Linked DNA regions of Mus musculus: region 1 is linked to region 2. The links are chromatin contacts, called in public promoter capture Hi-C maps. All regions are on one chromosome and are shown on one strand. Each heading gives the region's core, a stretch centred on a gene start, on an enhancer-like site or on the middle of the called end of the contact. The rest is flanking DNA. Distances are from core to core; before and after follow the strand shown.

Region 1 (6,093 bases), core at 374-2,873, 190 kb before region 2:
TTGAGTCAGGGTCTCTCAAGTGAACCCAGAGCTCACTAACCAGCTTTGTGGGGGGTGTTCCCTATTTCTGCCTTCAGTGCTGGAATTACTGGTGTTTGTATGTGTTCTGAGATCCAAACTAATCCTCCTGTGTTCATGAATAGCACTTTAATGGAGTTGTCTCTCCAGTCCTGTATTGTAATTGCTTTGGTTTTGGGATGGAATCTCATTATGGAGCCTTCCCCGGCTTTGTAGATCAGGCTGGCCGGGGACTTACTGCTTAAGCCTCCCAAATGCCAGGCATGTATACTGAACCGAGCAACAGCAAATTTTTAGCTGGTGACCAGCCCTGGCACTTGGGGGAAACAGGTAGATGAGAAGTTCAAGGTCATCCTTAACTGTATAGAAAGAAGGTTTGAGACTAGACAGGATCTTGCTCTGCAGCTCTGGCCAGCCTGAATGCTGCAGAAACCTTCAGCCTTCTGCCTGCCAAGTACTGGGAGTGCAGAGTGCAGGTTTTTTGTTTTTGTTTTTAATTTATTTATTTATCTATTTTATATGTATGAGTATCCTGTAGCTATCTTCAGACACACCAGAAGAGGGCTTCAGATCCCAATACAGATGGTTGTGAGCCACCATGTATGTGGATGCTGGGAATTGAATTCAAGACATCTGGAAGAGCAGTCTGTGCTCTTAACCACTGAGCCATCTCTCCAGCCCCAGAGTGCAGGTCTAAGAGCAGCTTTCTCTATGAAAAGATTTTATGACATCACTGTTAAATTTGATCCCTATAGAAATTGTCAAGCTGGGCTGGTGAGATGGCTCAGTGGTTAAGAGCACTGACTGCTCTTCTGAAGGTCCTGAGTTCAAATCCCAGCAACCACATGGTGGCTCACAACCATCTGTAATGAAATCCGCCGCCCTCTTCTGGTGTATCTGAAGACAGCTACAGTGTACTTAGATATAATAATAAATAAATCTTAAAAAAAAAAAAAAGAGGGCTGGTGAGATGGCTCAGTGGGTAAGAGCACCCGACTGCTCTTCCGAAGGTCCAGAGTTCAAATCCCAGCAACCACATGGTGGCTCACAACCATCCGCAACAGGATCTGACTCCCTCTTCTGGAGTGTCTGAGGACAGCTACAGTGTACTTACATATATTAACAAAATAAATCTTTAAAAAAAAAAAAAAGAAAGAAAGAAAGAAATGGTCAAGCAAACACGGGAGTGTGGTGGCACACTGTCTGGAATCTCAGTGCTTGGGAAGAAGTCAAGAAATCAGGAAACTCAGGGTCGTCCTCGGGTACAGCAGGTTTCAGCCCAGCCCGGGCTATGTGAGATTCTAAGTAAAAGAAAAGAAAAGAAAAGAAAAGAAAAGAAAAGAGAAAAAAAAAAAACTAAATAAAAACAAAGAAAGAGACTAATTGAGATGGTGTTGTCGTCAGCGACCCCATCTCGCGGCAGTGAAGTTAGAAAGTGGGGCCTGAAGAAGCGCCTGGTCCTGGAGACGCTTCTCTTCCCTCAGCCACATTTAGAATTCACAGAAAATATTTAAAAGCCTCTGCGAGGTAACTTCTAATCCCCCATGCAGTTTTGAGCCAATCCCACCCTTGAGGCAGCCACGCCTCCCGGGAGCAGAGGTGGAGGGGCGCTATTGTTCTGGGTTTCCTTTCTTTGTCCACTCCCGCCCCTGCCTCCGCTGCCTGGCCACCTCAGCCTTCCCCCTCTGCTCGGGGCCTGGGTTTTCCCTGCTCAGCCCGTTAGTTCACAACTCACAGTGTTGCACCCGTTTTTAAACTTCCTTTTCTCCAAAAAGAGCATTTCTGTAGTTCCCAAGGACTGTTCCGTCTAAGAATAAACACTGGCATTCAAGCGGAGCGAAGGGATCTACTTATTGGGGCTTGTTTGTTTTGAGACAGAGTCTTACCCTGTAGCTGAGACTGGCCTGGAACTGGAGAGCCTTCTGCCTTCACCTGCAGAAGTACTGGGTTTACAGGTGTGTACCACCAAGCCAACTACAACACACTTCTGTCTGAGTCGTTGGCACACTCTGTAGAATAAAGCAACTAGTCATAGTAATTGGTTACTTAAAAATTTAAAATCAAACCCAGCATATCAGATGTACATATGAAATTTGGACACTGCCTCCAGCCCTCATCCCCTCACCCCCTACCCCCACCCCACCCCCCACCACACCCCGTGGCAGCTTCCTGAAGGCAAGGAACACTGGTGTCATGTGACACTGCCCACTCTGCTCCATTCTAAGGATTTTGATCAGTGCATAATTGTAGCCCAACAGCTCACAGTCCCTCCCCCACACCACAGTAGACTCAAAGTCAATACACACAATTAAGAGGTAAAATTGTATTATTACTTATATAAGGAGAGCATCAGGACTGATCCCAAAGAAGTGTCTCGGGAGGGAGCTTTCACTGGGAAGCGAATCAAATCCATACAGAAAAGTCTCTTCATGTAGAAGTAGACAGTTTTCTGAGCATGTAGTAAGACAACATGGTTTTTCACTTAACATACTGATTGTTTGTTTGTTTTGTTTGTTTGTTTGTTTTGTTTTTTTTTTAATTTAAAGGGGGGGGGATAGACTGGGTGGTGACAGATACCTTTAACCCAGTATATGGGAGTCTGACACAGGTGGATCTCTATGACATGTCTAAGGTCAGTCTGGTCTACATAGCAAGTTGCAGGCCAGCCAGAGTTACTTGGTGAGATCCTGTCTCAGAGGACTAGAATTTTGTTCCCTGTGTTCACATCAGGCGACTCATGGTTTCTGGCCTCCATGAGCACACATATGTGTGTATACATACACACATATGTGTATACATACACACTTACACATAGGCCAAGTGTTACATTTATAAACAGTCCTGATCAGTAAGTTACATTATATTGAAACAAAGTGCTACAACATAAACTTCGAAATGAAGGTTAAAGAAAAAAAAAAAAAAAGAATTAAGTTGGGAATTGAGGGTAGAGTGTTGACTCAGCAGTTAGGAGTGCTTGTTTCACAACCAGGAGGACTGGAGTTCTGATTCCAACAGCCACATAAAAAGCTGTGTGTTCAGTACGTACCCAGGTGTGAGTGGAGCTGGTACTGGAAGATCTCTGAGGGTGGCTGGCTTCCAGCCTAGCCCAGAGAATACGAGCTATAGGTTCAGGCAGAAACTCTGCCAAGAGGCAGGAGAGATGGCCGTGTGGTTAAGAGCACTGGGCCGTTTTCCCAAAGGACTTAGGTTTGAATCGCAACACCTACAAGGTGGTTCACAAACATCTGTAACTCTAGGTCTCGGGATTCTGATGCCTCCCTCTGGCTTTTGCAGTAATCAGGCACAGACACAGTAAACAGATACACATAAAGAAAAAATATTCCATAATAATTAAAAAAGGAATAAGCTGAGAATGATAGACAAGATACCTGATGCCTTCAGGTGTCTGTACCTGTATACACATGTGCACATACACTTACACAAACTCATACGCACATAGATAAATAAATAAATCATCTAAAAAAATAAAAGAAGGGCCGGGCAGTGGTCTCGCACACCTTTAATCCCAGGCAGAGGCAGGAGGATTTCTGAGTTTGAGGCCAACCTGGTCTACAGAGTGAGTTCCAGGACAGCCAGGGCTACACAGAGAAACCCTGTCTCGAAAAAAACAAAATAAATAAATAAATAAATAAATAAAGGTTTGAAGTGGAAATTTCTGGTTTCTTTGGAAATTCAATTGTGTCATATGATGTTTCCTGGGGCAGACAGGTGAAAGGAAGTTTAGAATATTGCAGCAGGCACATGTAAGACATGTTTTGCTGAAGTGGACATGGGATGTGACCCCACAGACGGTGGGAGGGGCTCTGACATTGGCTCACCTTGCTAGTTGTCACTGATGATGCTGTTGTATTGGTTCACCTGGCATCACTCTGCTGGTCTTCCCTTGGCATGACTTCATAGAGAGTAACTCACCAAAGAACTTCTGATGTTCTGGTGACTTCTTGTTCTTCTGCCACACAGGCCGCTTTACTGAGCCTCACGGTTTCTTCTGGCTGGAACTGCAGTTCATGCGTGGTGATTGCCGAGTGGATTGGAGTGCATCTGCTGATGATTTGTGTCTGTGCTTTGCTAAAGGACTTCAGACAACAAAGATTGGAATCACCCCCAAAGAACTGTTTCTATAAGAGGTCCACAACTCTGTTTCCTATCTTTCCCCATGACCTTTGCTGGGTGGTGGGCTAAAAGGGAGGTTGAAGCGTTTAAGAACCCTTATTAAAGTAGGTTTGGAAAAAATCAAAGCCTACAAAGGTTGTGATACAGTACAACAGATTTCTCCCTTCAGGAAGAAGAGGAAGGCTAGGAAGGTAGAAACTGGCAAAATTCTCCAAGGCTCTTCACTAACTATACATGGAATAAACAACTATTTAGGGAGTAGGCACTGACCAGTAGAACAGCAGAGAGCCAAGCTCTGGGACCAGAGAGCTACCATCAAGGCCTGCAAGGAGCTCCAGGCCTGAGGCTGCTATATCCTCAACTATTTTGGGGTGGACTTAGGTGATGTATCTGCTTTTTAAAAAAAAGATTTATGTTTATTTCTATGTGTGTGTGTGTGTAACTGTGCCGTGTGTGTAACTCTGTGCCGTATGCTGGTGCCCGAAGCGATCAGAAAAGAACATTAGATTCCCCTGAAGCTGGATGTGGGTGCTGGGGATTGAACTCCAGTCCTTTTCAAAGTCAGCATGAACTCTTACTGGCTCAACCATCCATCTCTCTAGCTGCTTCTTCTTTCCTCCCTCCCTCCCTCCCTCCCTCCCATCTCTCCCTTCCTTCCTTCCTTCCTTCCTTCCTTCTTTCCTTTATTTCTTCCTTTCTCTCTCTCTCTCTTTCTTTTTCTTTCTTCCTTCCCTTCTGTCTTAGTCAGGGTTTTTATTCCTGCACAAACATCATGACCAAGAAGCAGTTTGGGGAGGAAAGGATTTATTGGGCTTACACTTCCATACTGCTGTTCATCACCAAGGAAGTCAGGACTGGAACTCAAGCAGGGCAGGAAGCAGGAAGCAGGAGCTGATACAGAGGCCATGGAGGCACGTACCTTACTGGCTTGCTTTCCCTGGCTTGCTCAGCCTGCTCTCTTATAGAACCCAGACTACCAGCCCAGAGATGGTCCCACCCACAAGGGGCCTTTCCCCTTGATCACTAATTGAGAAAATGCCTTACAGTTGGATCTCATGAAGAAATTTCCCCAACTGAAGCTCCTTTCTCTGTGATAACTCCAGCTTGTGTCGAGTTGACACAAAACTAGCCAGTACACCTTCTCTTCTTCTTCTTCTTCTTCTTCTTCTTCTTCTTCTTCTTCTTCTTCTTCTTCTTCTTCTTCTTCTTCTTCTTCTTCTTCTTCTTCTTCTTCTTCTTCCTCTCCCTCCTCCTCTCCCTCCTCCTCTCTCCCTCCTCCTCTTCCTCTCCCTCTCCCCCTCCTCTTCCTCTCCTCCCTTCCTTTTCCCCCCTCCTCCTCCCCCCTCCTCCTCCTCCTCTTCTTCTCCTCCTTCTCCTCCTCCTTCTTCTTCTTCTTTTGAGACATTCCTACTCCTGTAAGAATGCTCTTAACCATACCCTGTCAGTGACCCCAGTAAAAACTCACAGTTTCCTCAAGTTGGACTTTGTGTGATTATTACTTTGGTCTGTTGTAGGCTTCCTTTCTGGGATGTGTGTTGTGTTTCCCTGGGAAAATTCTTCCACATATCAAGGAAGATCACTGACCATTCAAGGCCAACCTGGTCACTGTGAGCTCAGACACACAGGCTACACAGTGAGACTCTGTCTCAAATTAACAAAGTAAAGGTTATTCCAAGTCACTTAGAAGAATAATTCTGTTAAATTGCCTGGTTCCTTGTATGTTTTTCCTGATTCCTTTACTGATGAATGAGAAACCACTGTCTGTCTGATGTATAAACTGTCTATTCTCCTGCCTAAGAAGATTATGGTTTATAGACTTAATTGCTTTTTGTTTGTTTGTTTTTGTTTTTGTTTTTTTGTTTTTGTTTTGAGACAGGGTTTCTCTGAGTAGCCCTGACTGTCCTGAAACTTACTCTGTAGACCAGACTGGCCTCGAACTCA
Region 2 (6,488 bases), core at 3,918-6,417:
AGTGGTTAAGAGCACTGACTGCTCTTCCAGAGGTCCTGAGTTTAATTTCCAGCAACAGCAACTACATGGTGGCTCACAACCATCTGTAATGGGATCCAATGCCCTCTTCTTGTGTGTCTGTAGACAGTTACAGTGTAGTCATATAAATTTTTTTTTTAAATTTAAAAAGATAACACCAGATCAGAAGTGGTCATCAATGCCTTCGTTCAAGGTAAAAGATATTTGATCATCGAGGTTTGGTCTATAGTAGTTCTTTGGTTTACTTTTCACAGTTGCTAAGTGGAGATCGGCAAGTGATGGGGAAAGAATACTCCAAGAGAACAGAAAACTTGAGGGCCAAAAGAGGGAGGAAGCTGTTAGCTACAAGGTTAGTTTGCTGTCAGTGTGCTCACCACTGATTTGCCACATTCTCTCTGGTCCTTAGGAACCATGGGAATTCACAGCTGACAGACATGTCTATTATGCTGGGGTTCATAACTAATGTGTCAAGATGATGCTCTTAGCTTGGGCTAATCCAGAAAAGAAAATGTATAGTCTAATCTGGCCAATTTTATCACAACTCTTAGGCTCTCCCATAGCCATACATTATTGTAGGTGCTGGGAACTCAAAGATTAAGCCTTCACCCTTAAAGCCAATTAGCAGATAGGGAAGAGAGACATTGCAGATAATCCCCATACCTTGGTGGGAGGGATACAGGCAGACCTGGGTAAGGCTCATGAAGGAACACGAGGAAGGCCAAGACAGTGACTGTGAGCTAAGGTTTGTGTGAGTAGGAGCTAAAAAAAAGCTACAGTCATCAGAGTATTCAGAAAACAGCCTGATTAAAGGGCCAGGGTGTCTCAAAGTTTGTACAGTAAGGGAGACAAATGAGCAGGCAAAGCGCTAGGGAGAGGGAGTGGAGAAGGCCTGAGAAGCCCACAGGGAGGCTGGGGCTGGAGCATGGTGGGTGCGGATGTGGGTGTATTCCCAGCTTCGAGAATTCCATCCCTAGCACCACTTAAAACCAGTTGTGGTGGCACACACCAATAACTCCTGCACTGCACTTAGAAGGTAAAGGCAGGAGTTACAAACAAGTTCACCTTGGCTATGCAGGAGTTTGGGGCTGAGAATCTTGAGACCAAGTCTCAAAAATCAAGGTTGACACAAAGCACGGAGGGGCCTTATATACTGCTCTGTGGCTTACAAGTTCCTCTTTTGTGAAAGGATTAAGGGAAGCAGATCAGCGTGGGTTCTGATCCTAGCTTTACCATTTACTAACCATACACCTCACTACTCACCTCCTTTGAACTTGAGTCTTTCCATCTGTGATATGATTACCCACCCCCATCCTGAGGCAATACGACTGGGGAGGTTAATCATGAGACCCCCTTGAGATCACCATTGAACTTGGGAGTGAAAGGCCTCCACGGGAGGAAGGACCGTGCTAAGGAGGATGGTGAAGCAGAGAGATTTGCTTTGGTTTTTTAATGCTTTTAGGCCTTGAGATGGCTCAGTAGTTAAGAGCACTTATTTCTATAGAGGGCTTAGGTTCAATTCCCAGCACTCACATGGTAGCTCACAACTATAGTTCTACGGTATCCAATACCTCTGATGTCTGTGGGTAGAAATGCACATGGTGCCTACACAAAACACTCACACACAAGTAATCTAACTAAGTAACTAACGAAATACCCAATTTAAAGTGCTTTTAAGAGACGGTCTCACTATGTTGCATACAATGGTCATACACCCAGTGGTTGAATTCATAAAGACCTCCCCATGATATCCCGAAGCCTCAACAGAATCTGACTAAAAAGACCAGACTCTAAAGCAAACCGTGTCAGGAATGTCTTGAGGTACATGGGGTTAGTGACATGTTCTTTATTGAGCTACAAGCGTTGTCACATCTTAAGTGAAATTACTTTCTTGGTGGACTGGATGAAGCCGCCCCAGAAACATCATGTCTTGGCAACTGTAGGACACCGTAAGACGGAGCACAAAGGTGGAGGCCAGAAGTACTGAGAAACAGAAAGCTGGTGATGGCCCTAACCAATAAACACAACCTGGGTGACTCTTTCAAACAACATCGGCCTCTTCTGCAGTTTTTCCTCTTGTTCCTCCAGTTCTTGCCAATATTCTCTCATCCTGGCCTTTTCACTCCTTCTAGAACCAGATAAAGAGAGTGGCATTTTAAAGGTCAGCTACGGAAGCTCTCCTAGGACATTCACCTCAGAAGACAAACCAGGAAGTGAGAGCACAGCTCAGCCCAGTTCCTTTTCTAGACTGGCAAGATTTTCATAAATCCAGAATAAAAAGCCCAGGTTTTGAAGAAACACAGTGTACTGCCCTGGGAATGGTCTGGTCATTTTGATTTCCAAAGTCTTCAAGGCAAAAAGACTTCAGTCTTGCCTGAAAAAGTGTTTTATATAAAAGTATACAAAAGCAAGAAAGTCTGGTCCAAATGGGTATCTTAAAAAATATTCTTTCAAAAACAAGACCCTGAAACTGGTCAGTTGTGGCACAAACCTTTAGTCCCAAAACTCTGGGGCAGAAGCAGGCAGATATCCCAGTGTGGGACGAGCCTGGCCTACAGAGCTAGTTCTTAGGGCAGCCCAGGGTACACAGAGAAACCTTGTTTCAAACACCAAAATAAAAAGACCCTGCTTTTCTTCTTTCCCTAAATGAGATCACCTAGTGGGCAGTGGCAACATTAATTAAGTGGGAGTAGGTAAGAGAGAAAGTGGGGCTCATGAGAATGTAGCAACTGAGGGCAGAGCCAAAAGCATGAACCTCGCTGTGCTCATCCTCTGGACCAGATCCCACAATGAATTAAACTTCACTGTTTTTTTGTTTTGTTTTGTTTTGTTTTGTTTTGTTTTGTTTTCCTCTGTATAAGATATACTAGAAGCAACCAAGACAAGAGAGTTTCATGGGTACGGAAAATAATTATACTTTACAAAAATTATGCTTACTCAAAGTAAGTTGGTATTCAACTTCCTACAGGCAAATACTGTATTCCTAAGGAATTTTTTGCTCAAGTTCATCAAACTCGGCTCTATTAGTGGGCTGATCCTATACTGTAAAGGAAGGCTCAGTGATAAAATAGATGTACGTATTTGGATCTTAAAAGTTAATAAGTCATATTACTTACCCAGCTTTGGAGGGCCTTTTCTTGCTTAAGCATGACCATTTTTATGTGCAATGTTTGGAATGCTGGTTTTCAGACTCTGCTTTATAGAATTCTAGTAGTATTCTGTAAAGGACTGTAGGTGTTCTGTGGCTGCTATCAGTCATGAGGGGCAGCATGTACCCACCATGCATCCACTCAAACTGTTGTATTTGGTACAAACTTCGAACAGAACTCCCTGACTTATCCAGATCAGCCAGTCTGTGTACAAGATCCTGGCTTTGGTCCTCACATGCCCAGCCCCCAGCACCAGATGTATAATGTACATATGTATGTATGTATAATGTATGTATGCAATGCATGTATATATGCCAAATATTTACATAATTTATAAATAAGAACACACTTGCATAAATAAGGTTTTGTGCTGGTTTTTAAGCAATTACTAACTATGACCATAACAAAGCCATTTCTGTTCCACATGGTCTCATGGTTCTCGCTATGGAGGTAAGTAAATACACTGACTGTCATTATAAGATGTATATGTGTGCATATATGTAACAGTTGAGTAGGAACAGCCAAAGATTATTTAAATCCATAAATTAAGATGCCATAGTATTTTCATATCTAGGTATCCACTAGTTAAGCAGGAGGAAAGGAAAGGAAAGGAAAGGAAAGGAAAGGAAAGGAAAGGAAAGGAAAGGAAAGGAAAGGAAAGGAAAGGAAAGGGAAGGAAAGGAAAGGAAAGGGAAGGAAAGGGAGTTTGGCAGCTGATGTTGGCGTTCCCAGGCTCTTCCGTGGTACCTGAGCTCCTTCACCCTGGCTTTAACTATCTGAGACAAGCTCTGGTGGGAGCCATAAGCCTTAACCCGGGTTGCCAGCAGTTTCTGCAAGTCTTTCATTCTTTGCTTCTGTTTAGTTAGGATCCGATTTCTCTCTTCTTCCAACATTTTCTTTTCCTCAAGGGATTTCCTGAGGGCAACAAACTAAGGCTTAATTAATGCACTTTAAGCCAAGGAGGAAGTTGTCCAGCAAAGACTTAACAGGGCATAATTCAAAGGCTGGAAAAAAAAAAAAGCCACCTTTTGACCAAAATCTTAATTGTGACCTTGGAAATCCAAGCAAGGCTGATGGTGTAAGCTTATCTACCTATCATCCCCAAGGAAATCACATTTGTCTCTTAGAAGAACGTTCTTAGCAAACGATTTTCTACCATGTCATACAATACCTTCCAGATAATTTAGTAAATCCAGATTTACCAGGGTAAAACCCATAGGGTTTTATGCCAGTTCAGCAACCATGTGGCAGGGAGTGACCGTCCTGAGGCCTTACCTGATGGCTTGCTCCCGCCCTCGGGAAGACGCGGTGGGCATCGGTGGGCTGCATTCATGAGGCCTGGGCTTTGGGTTCGAGCTTCTTCCCGGTGACTTGCGCCTAGGAGACCGACCCGGCCTGCGTGTTTCTCTCAAAATTTCTTCATCTGCTCTGATGTCTGCCAAGAGTTTCTGTCTTTTATCAGAGTCACAAGGGGATTCGTGAAGACAACACTCTTCACAAAGCATTGGGCATTTCAGAAAGCTGTATTCAGAGAAGGGCTCCTTCCATTTTTCTAAGTCTCCATCACGCCTCAGGCACCTACGCCTGTGTTTACCCCTGGGCTTTGCAGGACTTCTGGGGTCCCTGAAACGTCTGCAAGCTGACCGACTGGGCCAAGGCGAATTCTGTAACAGATCTCTGACCTTTGGCAGCATCCTGCTGTCCCCATAGAGCTCTTCTTCCTTTGGCTTGTCACTCGCAGCTGGCCTGTAAATAAAACGAGGCACAGGTTTGGCTTTAAACTGATTCGTTTTCCTTTTAGCCCTAAAAAGGTCTCTCAGCTTCTTCTCGCGGACTGCTTGCTTCTGTTCCTCCCTCGCAATGAACTTAAAGGGCTTCAGGGAGGCCAGGAGCGCAGCTCTGTTCCTCTCCCGGGCCTTCTTCCGGCGCTCCTCACTCTGCTTGACTAGATCCTCATAAAGGGGAAGGAGCACGCAGGAAGGAACGGGATTGGCTCGGAATTTCTTCTTACACTCTGCATCGTCCTCGTCCCTCTTGAGCAGCTTTGTTTCCAGATCTGACCGAGCACTCAAGGCCTTCTCTCTCCGATTCTGCTCTCTTACCGTCATTTCAAAGGGTACAGGCACTGTAATCTTGGGTGTCAAGGATTTAGCTTTCTTCCTTTTTTTCTTAGCTGTTCGGGAGTCTGAGTCATACTGAATATAATCTTCAACAGAAAAGTCGTTCCACATGTTGTTTATGAGCTCCTGGGCATGGACCATTGCGCTGCTTTCCCCGGGAGTCTTTTCCTCTAGGTCGGGCAACCCCTCATCAGTAGTTGTGGACAAGGAGGACGACCCGTCTAGGTCAGGCTCTGAAAGTGAGGTCACTGACAAGGCAGGATGTGAGCAGCTCTTTTCCGATGCAGAACTAGGGAAGAAGAATAATTAGGGTGCACTTCCAATTTTATGTGGCCAAATGTTAAAATTACTGTAATTACAGATTTTCTAGTATTAAGGTATAGTCAGCCAGAAGGGAGTAGCTGTCTAAGGGTCGTGACAATATCATTTTTCGTTAGAATAGAGCTGAAAGATGACTATGAATTATCTAATACACTCTCACTTTTCAGAGAAGGAACTTGAGTCTCTTCTGTCTTCTGAACTGCTTCTCCTGTCTTACTTTTATTCATCTCCTCTGTGCTTCCCAGAGTCACCATCTTGACCATGTCTGACCATGTTACTCCTACCTAACACTTTCATCTTTGCTACAAAGTCTGAACTACTTGTCAATCAGTACTGGCCCCTGCTTAGCCAGCAGTCTTTCCCCTCCCTAGCCTAGTTATCATTCTAGAAGTGTTCTCACCTGACTCCTTTCTCCACCATGCCTGCTGCTGTCCTGAAGGCCACTCCTTGCTTCCTCTATCCACTCTGCCTCTTATTTTTCTCCAGTTTGAACTCAGTTGGGCATGCTAGTGCATGCTAATAGAAACCAAGACTGGAAGGATATGGGGGTTCAAGGCTAGCCTAAGCAACATAATGAGAGCCCATCTCTTAGGCACTGAGGATTTGATTCCTAGCTTTAATTGGAGGGGGAAAATCATACTTATGTATGACACCTTTGTTGACACCAGCCCCTGAGCATGATCACCACTTCTTCTGTTTCAGAGACACTGGAGTGTCATGTCGTATTGCATGTCTACTTTTGAGGCTTGGTCTGTTGTCATGTATTGTAATGCTAAATTCTGTACCTGAAGGTCTAGGCCGCCAAGGGAATTCTCACATTTACAAATTTTTGTTGTGCAAACCTTGTTTCTCGATTTAAAACTATTGTTTAAACAAAATTGGC

What was found. Capture Hi-C pulls out chosen DNA fragments and counts their contacts.
Region 1: a contact with region 2 is called in a promoter capture Hi-C map of adipose tissue. The contact joins two enhancer-like sites. A contact is called at or near these places in 2 of 39 promoter capture datasets (embryonic stem cells and liver), 1 of 484 Hi-C or Micro-C datasets (embryonic stem cells), 7 of 115 datasets of contacts at active chromatin or transcription factors (bone marrow-derived macrophages, double positive thymocytes, embryonic stem cells and 1 more) and 3 of 9 other capture datasets (adipose tissue, liver and pancreatic islet).

The regions. Positions count from the first base shown.
Region 1 is chr11:23,206,916-23,213,008 of GRCm38.p6, reverse strand. No RefSeq gene overlaps it. Among named protein-coding and RNA genes, the nearest start is that of Xpo1, 46 kb to the left of the region's middle. Within about 2 kb of position 1,623, at least 106 of the 459 cell types and tissues checked have an H3K27ac peak or open chromatin away from gene starts, as enhancers often do. A contact at or near this core is called in adipose tissue, where this site is marked.
Region 2 is chr11:23,019,085-23,025,572 of GRCm38.p6, reverse strand. It overlaps Fam161a (family with sequence similarity 161, member A), which reads right to left. Exons shown (of 5, transcript NM_001363283.1): 4 at 4,440-5,573; 5 at 1,831-2,143. The coding sequence ends at 2,026. Among named protein-coding and RNA genes, the nearest start is that of Fam161a, 14 kb to the right of the region's middle. Within about 2 kb of position 5,167, at least 17 of the 459 cell types and tissues checked have an H3K27ac peak or open chromatin away from gene starts, as enhancers often do. A contact at or near this core is called in adipose tissue, where this site is marked.